Linked DNA regions of Mus musculus: all the other regions are linked to region 1. The links are chromatin contacts, called in public HiCAR-type and promoter capture Hi-C maps. All regions are on one chromosome and are shown on one strand. The core of a region is the stretch at or near the end of the contact, and the rest is flanking DNA. Distances in the headings are between cores, read along the strand shown. Region 1 holds the start of Ttc3 (tetratricopeptide repeat domain 3). Region 2 holds the start of 1600002D24Rik (RIKEN cDNA 1600002D24 gene). Region 3 holds the start of Get1 (guided entry of tail-anchored proteins factor 1).

What was found. Promoter capture Hi-C pulls out the DNA fragments that hold promoters and counts their contacts. HiCAR-type assays count read pairs that join an accessible place to other places.
Region 2: a contact with region 1 is called in a promoter capture Hi-C map of embryonic stem cells, with 2.5 times the contacts expected there. The contact joins the promoter of 1600002D24Rik here to the promoter of Ttc3 in region 1. A contact is called at or near these places in 2 of 39 promoter capture datasets (embryonic stem cells and liver).
Region 3: a HiCAR-type map of astrocytes shows a contact between it and region 1, with 5 times the contacts expected there. The contact joins the promoter of Get1 here to the promoter of Ttc3 in region 1. A contact is called at or near these places in 2 of 39 promoter capture datasets (the 3T3-L1 cell line and pre-B cells) and 1 of 115 datasets of contacts at active chromatin or transcription factors (astrocytes).

What each region holds. Positions count from the first base shown.
Region 1 is chr16:94,368,705-94,372,245 of GRCm38.p6, reverse strand. Ttc3 (tetratricopeptide repeat domain 3) reads right to left here and starts at 1,507. Exons shown (of 46, transcript NM_009441.2): 1 at 1,385-1,507. It overlaps Pigp (phosphatidylinositol glycan anchor biosynthesis, class P), which reads left to right and starts at 1,696. Exons shown (of 5, transcript NM_001159618.1): 1 at 1,696-1,880; 2 at 2,054-2,157. The coding sequence starts at 1,816.
Region 2 is chr16:95,927,162-95,930,657 of GRCm38.p6, reverse strand. 1600002D24Rik (RIKEN cDNA 1600002D24 gene) reads left to right here and starts at 1,581. Exons shown (of 4, transcript NR_040484.1): 1 at 1,581-1,642. All of the region lies in intron 1 of Gm41508 (a long non-coding RNA gene), which reads right to left.
Region 3 is chr16:96,143,659-96,147,357 of GRCm38.p6, reverse strand. It overlaps Get1 (guided entry of tail-anchored proteins factor 1), which reads right to left and starts at 1,958. Exons shown (of 5, transcript NM_207301.3): 1 at 1,780-1,958. The coding sequence starts at 1,881.

The DNA of each region.
Region 1 (3,541 bases), core at 258-2,757:
AAAAAAATAAATATATAACAAACAAAATGGCCTGATTTGGTTAGATCTACCTGTGTTTAATCTCTAAGTATTCCAGAAATTAAAAGAGAAAAAAGGAAAATTAAGCAACAATAAGAAAACCGAGCAGGAGAGAAAGACAATCCGCAGCCCTTGAGCGCAAAGCACAAACCCCTGACAAGCACAGTAGTGGCAATTGAATCCCTAGGAGAGTTTTACCGTATAACAAACCCATTTTTCTTAAAATAAAATACACATTTCTTGAAAGAACGTGTTCTAACTAGAGCTGTGGTTGTGAGAAAACTGCCCCGGAGAGAGCAGTAAAACCTGTATGATTTCAACCCTGTTCCCTTGATCCCTCGCCAGAGTCCAGAGCTTTAAAAGGCTGCTATAAACACCCTGCAATACCCAGTGTTAGCCATCGCCTGGTGAGAGGCACAAGCACAAACGGTGGAAAGAATTTGCAAACTGAAGGACGTCTGGAAACTACAAGCTTCTGAGAAAGGTACCGTGCAGTGGTACCGACACACCCTCGGCTTCATTTTGGTCCTTTGTCCCCCCACCCCCCTAGTCTGTCCCCTCCCCAATAGGAGATGGCAGCCCAGGCCTCAGTGACGTCGCCAGCACTGCGGAGCAGCAGCCCTGCGCAGGCGTAGGAAAAGGCTGCAGGTGGGGAGGTGGGGTGGGGGGCAGCTCTGCGTCCCTCCCGGGTCCTCCCAGAAACGGGGGTGGGGGTGGGGGGGAGAGGCGCGCACACACAGACCAGGGGCAGCGCGCACGCGCGTCACCGCAATTCCAACCCCGCGCACGCCACAGGGCCCCTACACAGCGCACCTTTGGGGACCCTCGAGGACGCACGCGCGCGCCTGCCACTGCAGCCTGCCGCAGCGGCGGGTGGGCGGGCGCGCGCGGGTGCTGAGGAGGGGGCGCGCACACCACAGGGAAGGCAGTGACAAAGGTGGGAGGGGAACCACCATCCTCAGAGGATGAGAAGGACGCCCACGCCGTCGTAGGGAAGGGAGAGCGTAGGAACAAAGCGGGCCAGCCGCAGACCCAGAGGCGCGTCCCCGAGCGCTCGGAACGCGGGAACGGGTACCTGACCCGGGATGTCACCCGCACGCCAGGCGACGCGCACACAAAAGACCCCCCTTCTACCGTTAAGGACGCCCGAGGGTCACTGGACAAAGGGAACACACCCACAAGGGCAAGGGCGGCCACACCCCCTCAGCGCGCGGGCGCTCGGCGAGACGCGCGGCGACGCGCACACCCACACTCACCACACACCCACGGAGGGAGGTGTGGAGCGCCCCGATGCCCGGGCATCTCGGCTGCGGCGGGACGCGCAGACGCTTCCGTGAGCCCCGCCGCGCGCAGGGTCTGCACTCACCCGGGCCCGCAGCCCGCGAGCCTCAGACGCGGGCTGCCGACGCCTCCGGCCCTCCACGTCAACCAGACCCGCAGAGCGAACGCTCCGCGGCTCCTGAGGCGGGCGGGTCACGTGGCTTAGGGTGCGCATGCGCAGTCGCCGCGTCGCCCCCTCAGCTCGGTGGGGTGGGTGGTGAGACCGTGCTAGCCCCCTCGCTGCGGTCGCGGTGCGCCTGCGCCAAGCGGCGGGGGCGCCTGCCAGCCTCTGCTTTTCCTCAGGTTTTTTTTTTTTTTTAATTTCCGCCCACGCTGCGGGGGTAGCTGAGCCGCGCCTGCGCATTGGACTGAGTGGGGCTGAAGGGTGGGGACGGGTGGGCGTCGGTGCTCGCAGGACTCAAGGTCCCGGGCCTCCTGTTTCCTCTGAGCCTCACGAAGGCTGGGACAGGGCCCATCATGAGAGGGCAGGACTCGGGGCCTCTGTCCAGCCCGGGCCCCTTCCTCGCCTCAGAGGGTCCGAGGTGCGCATTTTCCCCGCAGCGCGCGCTCCCGCCGCCCCCTCAGCTGCAGTGGCGCGCGCGCGCGAACATCCGCAGTGGCTGTGTCCGCAGCAAGCGATGAGATTATGTAACAGACCATTGGTGAAGGGGGGCGGGGGGAGATGTCTGACGACGATTGTGTTCCTTTTCCACAGATTGTCTAAAGCCACAGGGAAGATGGTGGAAAATTCACCGTCGCCATTGCCAGAAAGAGCGATTTATGGCTTTGTTCTTTTCCTAAGCTCACAATTTGGCTTCAGTAAGTACTGGAATGATGGATGGCCAAGGCCCTTAATGGTATTGAGAACCAGGAAATAATGTGTTTGTCCTTAGAACGTACACACATGAACTGTTGATTCTTTCTACCTGTGTCTCTTCACGAGTCCTAAAAGGGGTACCGTTTGTTTGCTCAGTTTATGTATGCAGTTCTAGATGAACTCTCCAATATTTATTTAGCACTAGGCTTGATGCTAATGTGAATAAAACCTGGCCCCAATCCTTGAGGTCATAGTCATGTGGAGAAGCATAGTAAACCCACAGTTCAGAGAGCATGATGAGTGCCCTGGAAGAGCCTTGGAAGGTTTAGAAATTGGGGTTAGCTACCTCCAGGCCACTCCCTGGCAGTTCTATCAGAATAAGTCAGGAAGGACCATGGATAGAGTCTCTGAGTGAAGGCCTGTGAAGGTTTGGAAGTGAGATGCTTATAGCTCCAGGATAGCATGCTGTAGCTGAAGAGTGAAGATAATGGGCCAGAGAAGTCAGGTGTAAGAATGTACCCTTAACGTCTGGGATCTGCATTAATGCCCACAATGTTCCATTTTGTAGATGAGGCCACTGAGGCTTACAAAACAAAACAAAACAAAAACAAAGAACAAAAACAAACTTAATATGACCAACTCAACAAACAGAACCAAAGTCCCTCTTCAAATAGTTTGGAAGATATGAGGCAATCAAGTGGTAGAAAATTGAATGCCCACAATCCAACCTGGTCCTTGATAGAAATCAGAATGTCTATGTGGAGGTATCCTTCCCAATTCTTAAGTGAAAAGTACTAGCTTAGCTGTAGTGTAGTGGGATGAAGAAGCTACAGTTACTGGCTCTTTCGTGGAATCATTGTTTGGCCTGAGAGCTTTGTGTTTTGCATGAAGTGAACCTGTGAAGTAGGTGCTGCCTTGCTTCCTCAGTTTAAAGATGGGAATACTGAATTTAAGTAACTTGATCAAAGCCAAATAGCAACAGGACTGGAATTAGAACAGGTATACTGGCAGACTTCACTCTACTGAAGTCCTTTGACTCTTGTATTAACTTGGGTAATTTATGCAAAGAAGCTGCTTAATAAACATTAGCTGCCCTTTATTTCTATAAATTACTATTCAAAGAGGATTTTAAGGATTGGAATCTACAAGCATGTTAGATAAACCAAAACCTAATTGAAGAATTTACTGAGCACTTACTATGTATCAGACAGTGTTAGAGGCCAGGGAAAGGTAAAATAACCAAACCTTGTCTGCCTTCATTTGAGCTTTCTGCATACTTGGAGACGACAGATAAGTAAAACATATCCAGGAAGCAAAACAGGGATAGGGTGGAGGAGATTAAGGAGCAGGAAGAGCCCTCCTCATGTGCTGTGCTGCTGTGTGCTA
Region 2 (3,496 bases), core at 332-2,831, 1.6 Mb before region 1:
CACTCAAGCTGTTCTGCATCCCTTGGGAATGCCCGATGTGATGGTTTGAATATGCTTGGCCCAGGGAATGGCACTATTACTAAGTGTGTGGCCTTGTTGGAGTAGATGTGTCATTGTGAGGGTGAGCTTTGAGACCCTCATCTTAGTTGCCTGGAAGTGGTATTCTGTTTGCCTTCAGAACAAGAGGTAGAACTCTCAGCTCCTCGAGCCCTATGCCTGCCTGGATGCTGCTCTTCTCCCACCTTGATGATACTGGACTGAACCTCTGAACCCGTAAGCCAGCCCCAATTAAATGTTGTTCTTGTAAGAGTTGCCTTGGTCGTGGGGTCTGTTCACAGCGGTAAACCCTAACTACGACACCAGAGTTCCCTCATGGTTAGTGGGAAGGAGCCAGGTGTGGCGAGGAGAAGCAGGCAGCCTGCTGCACCTGTCAGGTGGGTCCCACCTCCTGCAGATCTGTCAGATCTGTTTTGTGGCTTCCGTGGCTCATGTCGGGACACAGAAACAGAGCATCTTTGCCAAAGACGCCGTCAGGCCACTGTCGTACTCACTGGTCTCCAGTGCCCCAATGTTCAGAAAGGGATTTAGGTGCCATGGCAACAGCGTGTGACCTTTAGGAGGTGGTTCTGCTGGGAGGGCTCCACCCTCGGTGATGGATTAATGCTCCCCAGGAAGTCTGTGGGTTATTTCAACAGTGGGCTGTCAGAACAGAGCTCCTTGGCTCACACCACTTCACCCTCCTGTACACTGTGGTGATCTGAACAAGACATGTCTCCCACAGGCTCATTGCCTGAACACTCAGTCCCCTGCAGGAGCCGCTGCCTGTGGAGATGATGGAACCTGGAGGAGAGGGAGCCTTCTGGAGGAAGTGTGTTACTGGGGCCAGGCTTCGATGGTTTATAGTCTCTCACCCCACTTCCTGTTCCCCTTTCTCTGTTTCCTTTGTATGGATGAAAAATGCAACCAGCTATCTTCCCGCTTGCTGACTGCCCTTCCCTGCCATGAGGATTCTGTCCTTCTGGAGCCATGAGCTAAAACAAGGCCTGCCTTCCTGAAGAGTTTTTGGCCACAGCCAAATACAGCAACAGAAGAATATTAAGTGTGCCTGCTGTTGGTCAGCTTTCGGCAGGATAACAAAGTTTCTCAAGCAATCAACTATAAAAGGCTTGTAGTTCATGTTGCTTGAGTCCTGTGGTTTGCAGGAAGTATCATGGTAGGTGTACATGGGAGGGATTGCATCCCTCAGGGCAGCTGGGAAGAGAGAGAGGTAAAATGAGCCAGGGTCCCCGTTCTCCTTTAAGACACACCCAGAGCCTTAACTTCTTATGCACCAGGAGCTTCCCAGTAGCATCATGTGGTAGGGACCAAGGCTTAATGGACAAGCCTTGGGGAAGGGCTGTGAGTTAGACACCATTACACGCAGTCTCTCTCCTTGGCACGCTATGAGAAGGCCTCCCTGAGGTCCCAGCACCTGTGCTGGACTTAAAGCCTCAAGGAACACAAACGTCAACGTCTGTGCCTGCACGAGCAGGTTTTGCTTTCTCAGAAAGTCTCACAGGCTTCCGTAACTCCTCCCGTTTGCTCTACACATTCAGGCCATTCTGGGAAGAAACCTCGTGTTGCTACACAGAAGACCAGGCAGGTAGACGGCTGCTTCACTTTCCTTTGGTTTCACCACTACACATGTCTGTCTTCTCATAGGAACTCCGGAGAGAGAGAGAGAGAGAGGATGAGGGACAGAGGGACTGAGAGAGCTGGCTCCTGTTTCACCTGTCCCACTTCACCCCCGCCCCCCATGCTTCCCAGTCTGAATGTTTACATTGTGCAACTGTGGCAGGGTCAGGGACTCGCTCAGCCAGCCCCCGGCCTGCGGTTGGAGAGAAGCAAAGTTGTAGATCTTGTTTGCTGTATTTGGTCAAAGGCCACACTTCAAATACCAGATCCTTCACTGGGGCTGAACTGTCGACCTGTGTTGGGTTTCTAATTTGCACTTTCTAGGGAGTCCATGGGGTTATGTGCAATGAGGGGATTAAACTGTTTCACTAGAATCTATTAGTTATGTATAATTACGGGCTCCATGGTGCCACACTGATGCATGTATATAACATATTCTGCTTATCTTGACCTCCATTACCACTCCCTCCTCCTCCTGACCCTCTCCTCTTCCCCACCCACTACGTTTCTGACTCTTCCTTGTTTGTTTTGGTGGCCCAGTGAGTTTTGTTAGGGTTGCTTGCCTACAGGAGCCTAGACGAGAGCTCATTCATCAGGCATGGGCCATGCAACTGAAGGAAACTTCTCCCTTCAGTGATGGGATACTTCTAGTTTTACTTTAAGAAAGTAACTGTTGTAAAATGATTCATGTCAGCTCACCTTAGAAAATATGGATTAATTAAAGGAAAAATATACTCAAGACTCCTAGCCACTCAAATGCACTGCTGATGGCTTGGGTAGGGAACCAACCTGCGTAGATGGTCTTATTATTTATTAGGGCACCTTGTCATGTTTGGTTTTTTATCCTATCATTATTTCAATACAACCTGCCTTTTCATTATATTAAAATTGTAGTGGAGTTAATGTTGACCTCCCATGGACGTGACACCTGGGCCAGAGCTGTCAGCCCTGGTTTACAGATCTGAAGCACAGTGGAGCAGACTTTCTGAGCCTGGGTTTCTGTCTGCGAAATGTACGCTTGATGCTTTTTACTTCTGTGTGTATTCTGCTCAGAAAATTAAATTAGCTACCTTTAAAAAAAAAAAAAAGCTAAAACCTGCTAATTTCTAACAAAAAATGTAGAGTATGCAGATCCAGTGACTACACATGTCCCACTGAGCCTCTTTCACACACACACACACACACACACACACACACACAAGAAACACACACATATAGACACACACACACATAGACACACACACATAGACACACACACATAGACACACACACACATAGACACACACACACATAGACACACACACATAGACACACAGAGACATACCCACTCCCACATACACACACACAGACAGACAGACACATAGACACACACATACACACACAGACACAAACAGACATACTCACCCCCCACATACACACACATATACATACACATACACACACACATACACACACACACACACACACACACACACACGCTCATTTTACTGGAGTTGCAGAGAGTTGTGAGCTCCCAGATGGGTGCTGGGAATTGAACAAGCACTCTTAACTGCTGAGTTCGTTCTCCAGCCTACAATCCCTTATTCTATCTACATGTGTGTGAGCACATGTATGTGCTGTACATGTGTCCCCATGTTTGTGTGTGTGCACATGGGCACATGTGTGCCTTTTGTGTTTTCCCTCAGTCACACGTCACCTTATTTCTTGAGACTCAGTCCCTCACTGATCCTGAGCTTATTGATTAGACTGGCTGGCCAGCAGGCTCTAGGGATTCTGGGATTGCAGATACATGCTGCGTGCTGCAGCTAGCACTTTTATATAG
Region 3 (3,699 bases), core at 709-3,208, 1.8 Mb before region 1:
TATACAAGCACAAGGAACCACCTGAAAGGTGAGTGTAGATAGGGAGGGAGCCAGGGTCCCCACAGCAAGCTAGCCCAGTCAGTGTACTCTGGGTTTTACTGAGAGACCCTGCCTCAATGAATAAGGCAGAAGAGTGGCCAAGGGCTATCCTTGACACCAACTGACCTCAGCCTTACACACATACACACACACACACACACACACACACACACGGTGGAAAAATAAAACACACAAGAAAGCAGAATGAGAACACACATAACCACAAGGGATTGCTAGCCAAACACACAAGCAACTTTAACCACTGAAACTAACAAAAAGATTACAGGGGTGAAGGACTAGATGCCTCTCCAGAAAGACAGATGATGAAGGTATCATGTTCAGTCTCTCCTACCAACCGTCCACAACACAGATGACTGCAGTGATCCCAAATGTGTGGGTTCACATGCTAGGTATTCCCCATTCTGCAGAGAGTGTCAAATCCCACAGATGGGGAGGGGGGGTCTCACTCACAAATCACACAGCCCAGCTACAAGTCAGAGTTCCCTTGACCCCTCTTCAGGCTTCACCAATTTGCTAGACCAGCTCACGAAACTCAGAGCAAAAATCTTGCCCACTGGTTTATTACAGAACATGTTTTCCAAGGCTATAGATACAGGTTAGAGAGATGTGTTGGGGGTTAAGCACACTTGTGGCTCTTTCAGAGGATCCAGGTTCAGTTCCCAGCATGCATGTGGCTGCTCACACCATCTATAAGTCAGTTCCAGAGAATGTGACTGCCTCTTCTGGCCTCCTCAGGCAACCTCGTTCACATGGTGCATATACATACACTCAGAACACACACACACACACACACACATAAAATCTTTAATGGCTACAGATTAAGAGGGTGGAGAGATAGCTCAGTGGTCAAGAGCACACTCACATAGTGGCTCACATGGAGTCCTTGACTCCAGTGTCAGGGAATCAATGCCCCTTCTGGACTCAAAAGCACTGCATACGTGTGATGCACTTACATACATGCAAGCGAAACTCTCACATAACAAATAGTTTTTTTTAAATGGTTTAAAGGCTACAGATAGCAGGACAGATGAAGAGAACTTTGCAGACAGGTCATTGAGTGTGGGGACATCCATCCCCAGTTAGTAGTCCCCAATCCCTCTTCCAGTACACAGAAAAGTCCTTCTAAACCTTTCTGCATCCAGTCCTTTGGAGAACTGTGTGCAGACTTCATTATACAGGCATGAGTAAAATATGGAAAGTATGTTGGGGCTGGAGATGGCTCAGTGGATAAGAGCACTGGATACTACTATAGAGGGCCTGGGTTCTGTTCCCAGGACCCACGTGGCAGATAACTAATGTCTGTAACTCCAATTCCAGAGCATCCAGCGCTCTCTTCTGGACTCTGCTGGCAATGAAAGCACACAGTGCACAGATACACACGCAGGAAAAACACCCCCCATACATAAACAGAAACCTGAATGTGCAAGAACGGTATGGCCTGTTTAGATTGCTCTGTAGTGTTCCTTGTTCCCACGGACAGAACAGAAGGGGGCTCCCTGTAGCCGGGGATCAGCCGCTCCGGAGCCAGGCACCTGTGAGGATGCTGGGCCGGGGCTGCTCCTCTGTCGCGAAGCGTGGCTTGGGACCTCCCACCCTCCAGAGCTGGTTGCAACCTCGCGATCTGTGAGAAGCTCGGAGGCACCTGGAGGAAGAGAGCTTGCAGCATGGACCGCGCAAGGCCCCGCGCTCGGCCGCTCCCCGCCCCCGGCAGCTACTTACAAACGAGGACAGGGACGGCAGGAGGATGCGCAGCAAGTTACACCCGAACACGAAGCTCAACACCAGCAGCCACGCCCAGCGGTCCGTCTCGGACGCGCTCATGCTGGATCCCAGGCACCTGCACCGCTACGACAGCGCCATGGTGACCGCGCCTCCGCGCTCGCCTACGCCTGCGCACTGCAGCCCTGCTCCGCTACGGCAGCGCCTGGGAGCAGCGTCGTCAACTGCGCCTGCGCACTGCAGTCCTGTTCCGCTATGGCAGCACCAGGGAGACGGCGTCGTCAACTGCGCCTGCGCCGGCGCGCCACGGCTAGGGCTACACGTCGGGCCGCGGTGCACGCACGCTACACCTCCTCTAGGGGGCAGCATGGGATGTTACTTAGCAGCCATTTTCGCCTTTCGCCTTCCCGGCTTCCGTAGCCGGGTGATAGCCCACTTCGGGAGGCTAAACAGGTTTTGGCAAACTGTGATTGCTTGTAGTAACCGAAAACTATTTACGTTCTTACTGAGTTAACTAACGCACTTTTATTCTTTTTTATGTATATGAATTTTTTTTAAAGATTTATTTATTTATTGTAAGTACACTGTAGCTGTCCTCAGACACTCCAGAAGAGGGAGTCAGATCTCATTACTGATGGTTGTGAGCCACCATGTGGTTGCTGGGATTTGAACTCCTGACCTTCGGAAGAGCAGTCGGGTGCTCTTACCCACTGAGCCATCTCACCAGCCCTCTCACTTTTATTCTTAAATAAATTTATTTTAGGATAAGCCTCTGCATGAATAGAAAGTTACTTTATCATAGATGGTAACTGAAACTGTTTCCTAAACCGTTGTCGCATGTAAAATGGTTCGACTACATTTTAAAACTAAGCACTAATAAACACGAACAATGTAGAAAATCGTCACCCTAAAAGATAAGTTTATTCATCAAAAGACATCACATAGTGACTGGTAGAGACTTGCCAAGCATGTGGGAAGTCTTAGGTACCAGCCATGCTCAGCACGCACAAAGAAAAAGTTTACAGTGAGCTTTTAATAAAATTATCTAAATTTAGGCAATGATGAGTATTCATAACAAAAGAACCGCGGCTCACTTGTATATGGGGAATAAAGTGGAAGATAGTTGGCTGTCTTTTCTGCCACGTTAGTCAGAGAACGGGTTACTTCTAGAAACACTGCCTGTGTTTCTACCAGCAGCGGTGGGATGAATTATCTCAACGAAAGGGCACGCTGACTAGGAGACTGCCACTCCATAACCTTCCCTTCCAACTGGACTGTAGACAGACTGCCAGGTGCTCTCTCTCCACGCTGAGGTTTTAGATAGATTAAGGAAGAGCAGCCTCGTGAGAAATTATGGCAGTGTGTCTAAGTCTCCCTCCCCACAAACCCACCTTGACACATACACACACACACACACACACACACACACACACACACACACACACCTGCTTGCTCTTCAATCCCAAATCTCTGCTTTTTAGAATGAAAAGGAAATTATCAACCAAGGTCCCCACTGTACAGGAGGACCACTCTGTTCTTGGTGAGGCGAGATACTAAAAAAATTTCTGGTGAATAGCCTATAACATACATGCAGCTGGGGTGGTGTGATGGTTTGTATGTGCTCAGCCCAGAGAGTGCCACTATTAGAAGATGGGCCCCTGTTGGAGTAAGTGTGTCACTGTGGGTGTGGGCTTTAAGACCCTCATCCTAGCTGCCTGGAAGCCAGTATTCTGCTAGCAGTCTTCAGATGAAGATGTAGAACTCTCAGCTCCATCTGCATTATGCCTGCCTGGAGGCTTCCATACTCCCTCCTTGATGATAGTGTCCTGAAACTCTGGACCTGTAAACCAGCCCCAGTTAAATGTTGTCCTTATAAGAGTTGCCTTGGTCATCGTGTTTGTTCACAGCAGTAAAACCTAA